Regions from separate parts of the Oncorhynchus mykiss genome. Here region 2 is linked to region 1. Evidence: chromatin contacts called from public Hi-C data. All regions are on one chromosome and are shown on one strand. Each heading gives the region's core, a stretch centred on a gene start, on an enhancer-like site or on the middle of the called end of the contact. The rest is flanking DNA. Distances are from core to core; before and after follow the strand shown. Region 1 holds the start of LOC110508342 (muscleblind-like protein 1). Region 2 overlaps LOC110508342 (muscleblind-like protein 1).

What was found. Hi-C and Micro-C count contacts between places; a contact is called where the count stands out from the background.
Region 2: a Hi-C map of liver shows a contact between it and region 1, with 3 times the contacts expected there. The contact joins the enhancer-like site here to the promoter of LOC110508342 in region 1. A contact is called at or near these places in 3 of 3 Hi-C or Micro-C datasets (blood and liver).

Annotation. Positions count from the first base shown.
Region 1 is chr28:2,519,529-2,524,819 of USDA_OmykA_1.1, forward strand. It overlaps LOC110508342 (muscleblind-like protein 1), which reads left to right and starts at 3,306. Exons shown (of 14, transcript XM_036967000.1): 1 at 3,306-3,595; 2 at 3,805-3,946.
Region 2 is chr28:2,605,738-2,610,518 of USDA_OmykA_1.1, forward strand. All of the region lies in intron 3 of LOC110508342 (muscleblind-like protein 1), which reads left to right. Among protein-coding and RNA genes, the nearest start is that of LOC110508344, 48 kb to the right of the region's middle. Within about 2 kb of position 1,429, at least 4 of the 11 cell types and tissues checked have an H3K27ac peak or open chromatin away from gene starts, as enhancers often do. A contact at or near this core is called in liver, where this site is marked.

The sequences.
Region 1 (5,291 bases), core at 2,056-4,555:
TCACAAGGCCTCAACTGGTAGCTTCATTAAATAGTACCCACAAAACACCAGTCTCAACGTCAACAGTGAAGAGGCGACTCAGGGATGATGGCCTTTTCGGCAGAGTTGCAATGAAAAAGCCACATCTCAGACTGGCCAATAAAAGATCAAGATGGGCAAAAGAACACAGACACTGGACAGAGGCATGGCTTTTTCTTTGCAACTCCGTATTTTGGGTACATGTTGTGAAAATGTTAGATATTACTACACTGTCGGAGCAAGAAGCACAAGCATTTCGCTACACCCGCAATAACATCTGCTAAACACGTTTGTGACCAATACATTTGATTTGATTTGAAAACAAGCTTAATAACTCAATGCATACACACATTCCTACTGAATACAATTCACCTGTATTGTGAATAGACCTGCATCTTTATTCACCAAGTTTATCAACAGAGATTTACTATTCAAATAAATGATAACCATTATGTTGTTATATGGATAAAAACAATGTCATATTGATTGTGTGATTGTTTTATAATTGATTGTATGAATGGTTAGGTAAAACAAAATTGTCAAATAAAAAATGTGACCAGATCATATGTGCAATCAGCTGAAAAAGTGAAAAAGAATTAGTCTAGAACCCTGATACTGTAGTTTCATAATATGACATGGCAAGAATAACATCGCAGATCAGCCTATTTCTCATAGCTCATAGCTCACGGGTGCACCTCAGCCACGCTCAAGGTACTAAACGATATCATAACCGCCATCGATAAAAGACAGTACTGTGTAGCTGTCTTCATCGACCTGGCCAAGGCTTTCGACTCTGTCAATCACCATATTCTTATCGGCAGACTCAGTAGCCTCGGTTTTTCCAATGACTGCCTTGCCTGGTTCACCAACTACTTTGCAGACAGAGTTCAGTCTGTCAAATCGGAGGGCATGTGGTCCGGTCCTCTGGCAGTCTCTATGGGGGTACCACAGGGTTCAATTCTCGGGCCGACTCTTTTCTCTGTATATATCAATGATGTTGCTCTTGCTGCGGGCGATTCCATGATCCACCTCTACGCAGACGACACCATTCTGTATACTTCTGGCCCTTCCTTGGACACTGTGCTATCTATCCTCCAAACGAGCTTCAATGCCATACAACACTCCTTCCGTGGCCTCCAACTGCTCTTAAACGCTAGTAAAACCAAATGCATGCTTTTCAACCGTTCGCTGCCTGCACCCGCACGCCCGACTAGCATCACCACCCTGGATGGTTCCGACCTAGAATATGTGGACATCTATAAGTACCTAGGTGTCTGGCTAGACTGCAAACTCTCCTTCCAGACTCATATCAAACATCTCCAATCCAAAATCAAATCTAGAGTCGGCTTTCTATTTCGCAACAAAGCCTCCTTCACTCACGCCGCAAAACTTACCCTAGTAAAACTGACCATCCTACCGATCCTCGACTTCAGCGATGTCATCTACAAAATAGCTTCCAATACTCTACTCAGCAAACTGGATGCAGTTTATCACAGTGCCATCCGTTTTGTTACTAAAGCACCTTATACCTTCCACCACTGCGACCTGTATGCTCAAGTCAGCTTGCCCTTGCTACATGTTCGTCGCCAGACCCACTGGCTCCAGGTCATCTACAAGTCTATGCTAGGCAAAGCACCGCCTTATCTCAGTTCACTGGTCACGATGGCAAAACCCACCCGTAGCACGCGCTCCAGCAGGCGTATCTCACTGATCATCCCTAAAGCCAACAACTCATTTGTCCGCCTTTCCTTCCAGTTCTCTGCTGCCTGCGACTGGAACGAAATGCAAAATTTGCTGAAGTTGGAGACTTTTATCTCCCTCACCAACTTTAAACATCTGCTATCTGAGCAGCTAACCAATCGCTGCAGCTGTACATAGTCCATCGGTAAATAGCCCACCCAATTTACCTACCTCATCCCCGTACTGTTTTTATTTTATTTACTTTTCTGCTCTTTTGCACACCAGTATCTCTACCTGCACATGTTCATCTGATCATTTATCACTCCAGTGTTAATCTGCTAAATTGTAATTATTCACTCCTATGGCCTATTTATTGCCTACCTCCTCCTGTCTTTTGCACACAATGTATATAGACTCTTTTTTTTTTTTCTAATGTGTTATTGACTTGTTTATTGTTTACTCCATGTGTAACTCTGTGTTGTCTGTTCACACTGCTATGCTTTATCTTGGCCAGGTCGCAGTTGTAAATGAGAACTTGTTCTCAACTAGCCTACCTGGTTAAATAAAGGTAAAATAAAAATAAATAAATAGCTAATTAGTGCTGAGATATTAGACAGGCTATTTTTACTGGGCCTGACCATCGTAGAGTCTGATTCATAGGGAAAACATTGGATCATCGTTCTTACGACTACAACATTTCCCTCAAGTTGGCTTTTTTTTAACCACTGTTTGACGTTTTCCCATTGATGAGATTCTCAGAATTTTTCGAAACTCATTCAACTCAGATTGTTGTTATTGTTGTTTTATCCTTCTGGGGTTTACCACCTATGTGACAGTAATGTATTGACCTATAACAACGACTTCAGGATAGTGACATTTTTTATATAGCCTAGTTATCACTGATTAAGCACGTACCGCTGCACTATTTATTACCGCTGACTCATGGGGGATAGGCAGGTATTAACAACATGTCTGCATTGACTTCCTCCTGAACGAACATCCTTTTTAGCAACTTTTATAGTATCTCTCTCACCACCACTTTCTCTCTCTTTCTCTCTTTCCATCTGAAGAGTTTCATTCCAAAACACTATATCCATTTTCAGAAATGATGGTCAATGAGCTTTTATTGTTGAAAGAAATTATGAAAGAGATATGCTTTTTCACATGGGTTTGTTCAATGAGACATGTATTTGTTTAAAATATATTACATGATGGTTTCAATTCAGAGAGAAAAATAGTCATAATCATGTTTATTTCAAAATGCTATATATCCGCCTCACTTCCAGAGAAATAAGTCGTTTTGAACAGTGAAATGTAACAAATAACAACATTTTTAATAAAGAACTGTACAAATGGTACATTTGTGACATCAATATAAAGATAACATGTGGGGAAAAAATGTTATATATACAGTAATATGAGATCTGTTTGTAAGACTTTTACATTTTACATTTTAGTCATTTAGCAGATGCTCTTATCCCCCCCTCTCTGTCTGCCTCTCCCTCTCTTTCTTGGCGTAGCCCGTTCGGAATGCGGCAGTGGCCTCTTGCAGACGGCAGCGTCCAGGGAACCTAAAAAGGGAAGGAGTCTCACATTGGGTTCCTGGCAGCAGTAAGAAGTAGCAGGCAGGCAGGCAGCAGGCTAAATTAGGCTGTCTCATTGACTTCCACTCCCCAGAGCCCTGTAGGCAGACCTAAGGAAGGAAGGCTGCACCAGAGGCCCTTATTGCCTGCTGCGCTACTGTGTCTCTGAGAGTCCCTGAAGAACCTCAGTCCCTGTGAAGGAGCTAAGTGTAGGTCAGTTGTATCTGGATAGAGGAGTGTTGTACTTTTGAAAGGGTGTTTTGGGATTTTCTTGGGATGCCGATTGATAACGGATGTTCACAGACCTGAGCAAGGTAAACAAGGTAAACATGGTTGATAAGATTTTGAATGTAGATTTTATTTGACTTGTTGGTTGAATATTAACTAGAAGTCCTGTTGACACAAATCGAGTAGCTATAGCACTTTTAGAAAAATCTCTTTCTCTCTCTTTTTCTTTCGCTCTCTCTTCCTCTGTCTGTCTGTGTCCTCTCGTTCGCTCTCTCTGTCTCTCCATTGGCGGCAGGTGGGGATGTGCTGACTGCTGCTCTCCTCTCAATATTGACTTCAGAAGGCCAGTCTGTCTCCTGTCTCTACCACTGTGACAGATTGACGGGCTTGGCACTGAAGGTCTGATATACAAATGCACTTCTGAACAGGAACTTGGGGTAAGGGAAACCTTGTGCCAGTGCACCTGATACACACTATGTGGGAGGGGGGTATATGGTGACCTAAGCTCCCCTTCTGTTTCTGTGCCCCTAAACAGAACCACTACCACACCCAACTTCCTGTTTCGAATTGTTTCACTCCTTATCTGTAATGCTGCAAACTGGTCACATGTCAGAGTGACTTCCTCTTTTCACACACGCACACACAGAGAGAGAGAGAGAGAGAGAGAGAGAGAGAGAGAGAGAGAGAGAGAGAGAGAGAGAGAGAGAGAGAGAGAGAGAGAGAGAGAGAGAGAGAGAGAGAGAGAGAGAGAGAGAGAGAGAGAGAGAGAGAGAGAGAGAGAGAGAGAGAGAGAGAGAGAGAGAGAGAGAGAGAGAGAGAGAGAGAGAGAGAGAGAGAGAGAGAGAGAGAGAGAGAGAGAGAGAGAGAGAGAGAGAGAGAGAGAGAGAAAAAAAGAAGTGAGGGGTGGGGGCGGGGTGAAAGAAAAAAGAGAAATTTGGCGGATGGCGGGGAGAAACTATTAAACGTTACCATGTTTGGCAGCACATAATGTAAGCAAAAGATGCAAATGAGATAAGAAGGGCAGATTGCCATGGCAACCTGCTTGTCGGATCGGCCATGGTGTGATTCGGCCGCTCGCCAGGCAGAAGGCGCTGTTGGGAGAGAGGGAAAGAGAGAGAGAGAGGGGGAGGGAGGTGGATTGAGAGAGTGAGACAGAGGGGGGGAGGGAGGGAGGTAAAGTAACAGCAATAAAAAGAGAGAGGAGGGAGAGAGAGAGAGAGCGGTGGGGTGAGATAAAGAGAGGAAGTGGAGAGAGAGAAAAAACTATTGAGTTAGAAAAAGCAAGAGAGAAGAGAGATGGGCAGTTTAACCCACAATGCATTGTGGTACGTTGTGACTCGGTTAAAGTGTTGTCACTCAGCCCCAGTGTCACGTCAGCTTTCTACAGACATACAGGTAAGAAGGCACAGACACAGGGGACTTAAGGGCCACCTCTCTTTAGGATGAGGATAACCTCATAAACCTAGAAATATATTGGATGTAAACTATTATATTTACTTTGATTTGACTTTACTTTCATACTTTTCTCTATGTAAAACTATAATACATATTTGACAAATGAATTAACTGTTACACGCGGCTTCCATACCGTGCAGAGAATACGAAACACTTTAATTCTGGTACTTTTTCATTATATTGTGAACATTTTCTAAAGATAACATTTATAAGTGCCTCATTCAGTAGCGACTTCATGCAGAACTTGTTTTATTTTAATGTATTTTGTTTGAAAAACTTTTGTTTTAACTTTACTACCGCAACAGCTGTCAGCATCTCCACTCTTCC
Region 2 (4,781 bases), core at 179-2,678, 84 kb after region 1:
TGTGTGTGGAGTAAAGGTGGTCCAGAGTGTTTTTCCTCTGGTTGTATATTTAACATGCTGGTGGAAATGAGTTAAGACAGATTTAAGTTTCCATGCATTAAAGTCCCTGGCCACTAGGAGCGCCGCCTCTGGATGAGCAAATCTCTGTAGATTTAGAACATCTTTTCAGAACAGTTCTGTATGGATCTAGAGCCTCTTTCAAAACAAGCTCTGCGTAGTTTCTCTCCAAGTTTCTGACTCACAGCTTTTGTACATTAGCCAGTTAGTCCATCAGTTCAGTCTAAGAACTGTATTGATATTTCAATTTGGCCTCTCCTTTTTGACCTCTCTGAACATGTTTACAATCATAACTCCTGTTAACTTGGTGATGTGTTACCATCACATAGAGTAGCCCTTCTGCCTGCATGCATCATTTAACTAGAATGACAGAGAAGTTGAGTCTTTCAGCTAGTGTTAGGCGGTATCCAGATTTTCATACTGTTTCTGTACCATACCTGGGTATACGTATTAGTGAATGTGCACACAAGGGGCGCTATCTGTATAAATACAGTGAGGGAAAAAAGTATTGGATCCCCTGCTGATTTTGTACATTTGCCTACTGACAAAGAAATTATCAGTCTATCATTTTAATGGTTGGTTTATTTGAACAGTGAGAGACAGAATAACAACAAAAAATCCAGGAAAACGCATGTCAAAAGCGTCAAATCTTGGGTGAGAACCTCCTTCCCTCAGCAAGGGCATTGAAAATGGGTTGTATATGGGTATTCCAGCATGACAATGACCCAAAACACAACAAAGGAGTGGCTCAAGAAGAGCACATTAAGGTCCTGGAGTGGCCTAGCCAGTCTCCAGACCTTAAACCCATAGAAAATATGTGGAGGGAGCTGAAGGGTCGAGTTGCCAAACGTCAGCCTCGAAACCTTAATGACTTGGAGAAGATCTGCAAAGAGTAGTGGGACAAAATCCCTCCTGAGATGTGTGCAAACCTGGTGGCCATCCAGGAGGGGATTGAATGTCTCTTCTGTAACCAAGAAGCTTGATCTTGACATCGTGCCTCTTAGTTAACAAATTAACAAACCAAATGCATAGCTGGAGCCCTAAGCTAGATATGATTTATTTGACACATCTTAGATTTCTTATAGTTATAAATAACTTATAGTTAGGTATAAGCAGTGCCGTAGCAGCCCCCCCCCACCATAACAATATATATATTGAAAATCATATTTCGAGATACCCAGATACCGTAAAAACGGTATGTCGCCCAAGCCTTCTTTCAACCATTTACCATTTAACCTACATTTCACATGCCAGTCGTTAAGCCATTATCTATAGCAATTTAGGTTAAGTACATGTAGTGATAGGGTTTAATAACAGTGTTTAAACCAGCCAGTCAGTCACACAGCAGTGCTGAGGCAGGGATCATGAGATCAAATTTGACCTAGTTGTTGACATTTCTGAGTCACAAGTCTCAACAAGTCAGATGTCTGCGTAGGCTAGACGTCCCTCTGTTTGTGATAGATACTGTCACACACACACACACCACACACTGTCCCGAGGCGTTACGTCTCCTGTTGTAGTTGTGACTGACGTGGTGTGCTGTGACGCAGACACAACAACACTCTTATGCACGACACTTTTTCCTGCCTGTATCTGAGTAACAAAACTTCTGGGGGTGCATCTCAATTGTGCAACGTGGTTTCCTCTCCTTATCTCCTTTCCTTCCTCTCCACTGATCTGAAAACCCAGGATGAAAGCAATATGGAGAATGCCCGCCAGGAATTTGCTTCCTTTGACCTGTCCAAGTATTTCATGTCATTGCGAATAGAGGAAAGGAAACAAAGAGAGGCAAATATGTTAGACTATTGAGAAGCACCCAGGCAGCAGCTCTATTTGTGATTGAGTGTGCCCACTGGGCACTGACGTAAATTCAACACCTATTCCATGTTGTTTCAATGTAATTTCATAAAAATTATGTGGAAACAACGTTGATTCAACCAGTGTGTCCCCAGTGGGAGGACCCTGCTACCTCGGCCGGTCGGCTCAGCTGTGCCCGTGGAATGTCAGTAAATAAATATCTGTCGTAAAGAACAGGGCTATGTGTGTGTGCCACCTGTTACATGAACATGACTCCAGTGTGTGTCACCTGTTACATGAACATGACTCCAGTGTGTGTTCCACCTGTTACATGAACATGACTCCAGTGTGTGCCACCTGTTACATGAACATGACTCCAGTGTGTGTTCCACCTGTTACATGAACATGACTCCAGTGTGTGCCACCTGTTACATGAACATGACTCCAGTGTGTGTTCCACCTGTTACATGAACATGACTCCAGTGTGTTCCACCTGTTACATGAACATGACTCCAGTGTGTGCCACCTGTTACATGAACATGACTCCAGTGTGTGTTCCACCTGTTACATGAACATGACTCCAGTGTGTGTGCCACCTGTTACATGAACATGACTCCAGTGTGTGTGCCACCTGTTACATGAACATGACTCCAGTGTGTGTTCCACCTGTTACATGAACATGACTCCAGTGTGTGCCACCTGTTACATGAACATGACTCCAGTGTGTGTCACCTGTTACATGAACATGACTCCAGTGTGTGCCACCTGTTACATGAACATGACTCCAGTGTGTGCCACCTGTTACATGAACATGACTCCAGTGTGTGTTCCACCTGTTACATGAACATGACTCCAGTGTGTGTCACCTGTTACATGAACATGACTCCAGTGTGTGTGTCACCTGTTACATGAACATGACTCCAGTGTGTGTTCCACCTGTTACATGAACATGACTCCAGTGTGTGTGTAGGCCTGTGTGTGACACTTGAACTACTCTGTCCCCGGTGTGTGTGAACGCCTGTGTGTGACACTTGAACTATTCTGACCCCACTCCATCAGGATTTCTGCGACTCAGACCCCTCCTTCTTGGCAGCGTGTATTCCTAGCAGACAGCATAAAACGATCTCTCCTAGTTCATTATCTCTTGGCACTGACGCTTTGAAGTTTGACCTCATATTGCCCTGTGATACAATATCTATGTATCATATGAGTGAAATGTATTTATACCTCCTATCTGACATGTAGCCTAGCTGGATGTCTGGATAGCAGTCCTCCAGCCAGCAGCATACCACCCTGCAGCATACCACCCTGCGCCAGCAGCATACCGCCCTGCGCCAGCAGCATACCACCCTGCAGCATACCACCCTGCAGCATACCACCCTGCAGTATACCACCCTGCAGCATACCACCCTGCGCCAGCAGCATACCACCCTGCAGCATACCACCCTGCGCCAGCAGCATACCACCCTGCAGCATACCACCCTGCGCAAGCAGCATCCACCCTGCAGCATACCACCCTGCAGCATACCACCCCGCAGCATACCACCCTGCGCCAGCAGCATACCACCCTGCAGCATACCACCCTGCAGCATACCTCCCTGCATCCCACTGCTGGCTTGCTTCTGAAGCTAAGCAGGGTTGGTCCTGGTCAGTCTCTGGATGGGAGACCAGGTGGTGTTGACGGCCAGTAGGAGGCACTCTTTCTTCAGGTCTAAAAAATATCCTAATGCCCCAGGGTAGTGATTGGGGACATTGCCCTGTGTCGGGTGCCGTCTTTCGGATGGGAAGTTAAATGGGTGTCCTGACTCTCTGAGTTCATTAACGATCACATGACACTTTTTGTAAGAGTAGGGGTGTTGACCCCGGTGTCAATTCCCAAGCTGTCCTTCATACCATCATGGTCACCTAATCATCCCCAGCTTACAATTGACTCATTCATCCCCCTCCTCTCCCCTGTAACCATTCCCCAGGTTGTTGCTGTATATGAGAATGTGTTCTTAGTCAACTTACCTGGTAAAATATATATATATTTTTTTAAAGCGTCACAGAGTCCCTCTTCTGACCTGAACAAACACACGTATGCAGACACACACACACATGCTCAAGTATGCATAAAGACACACACACACACTGACACACACACACAAAGAAACACACACAGACATTTTTGTCCCACAGGATAGAGCAGAAATAAAGAGCCCTGAACAATTAGTTAGTGCCAGGCATAGCCCAGACCTAGGGTGAAACAGGGTTAGGGGCATGCGGCTATAAACAGCTCCCAGCATATCACACACACACTGGCACAGTCACACAGAAACACACACAGTCGTCAGCTGAAAGCGGCACTCCAGTCTCCTTTTCACCTCTTTTAACACCTGATTTACTTAACAAAAGGCACTTCTCAATAGGTGGTCCAGGTAAGTCATGACATAGCAAAAGTGTGGGTGGGGGGGTCTTTTCCTCTTTTGTTCTCTATTTCTCCTCTATTGTTCCTCAAGCAAGGGACGAGGCTGATGACATCACTGATTCCCAACAGACCAACTCTTTGATTTAATTTTTATTTTATTTCACCATTATTTAACCAGGTAGGCCAGTTGAGAACAAGTTCTCATTTACAACTGCGACCTGGCCAAGATAAAGCAAAGCAGTGCAACAAAAAAACAACAACACAGAGTTACACATGGGATAAACAAAAGTACAGTCAATAACACAATAGAAAATCTGTATACAGTGTGTGCAAAAGGAGTAAGGAGGTAAGGCAATAAATAGGCCAATAGTGGCGAAGTAATTACAATTTAGTAATTTACACTGGAGCGATATATGTGCAGATGAGGATGTGCAAGTAGAAATACTGGTGTGCAAAAGAGCAGAAAAAAGTTAATAAAAACAATATGGGGATGAGGTAGGTAGCTGGATGGGCTATTTAT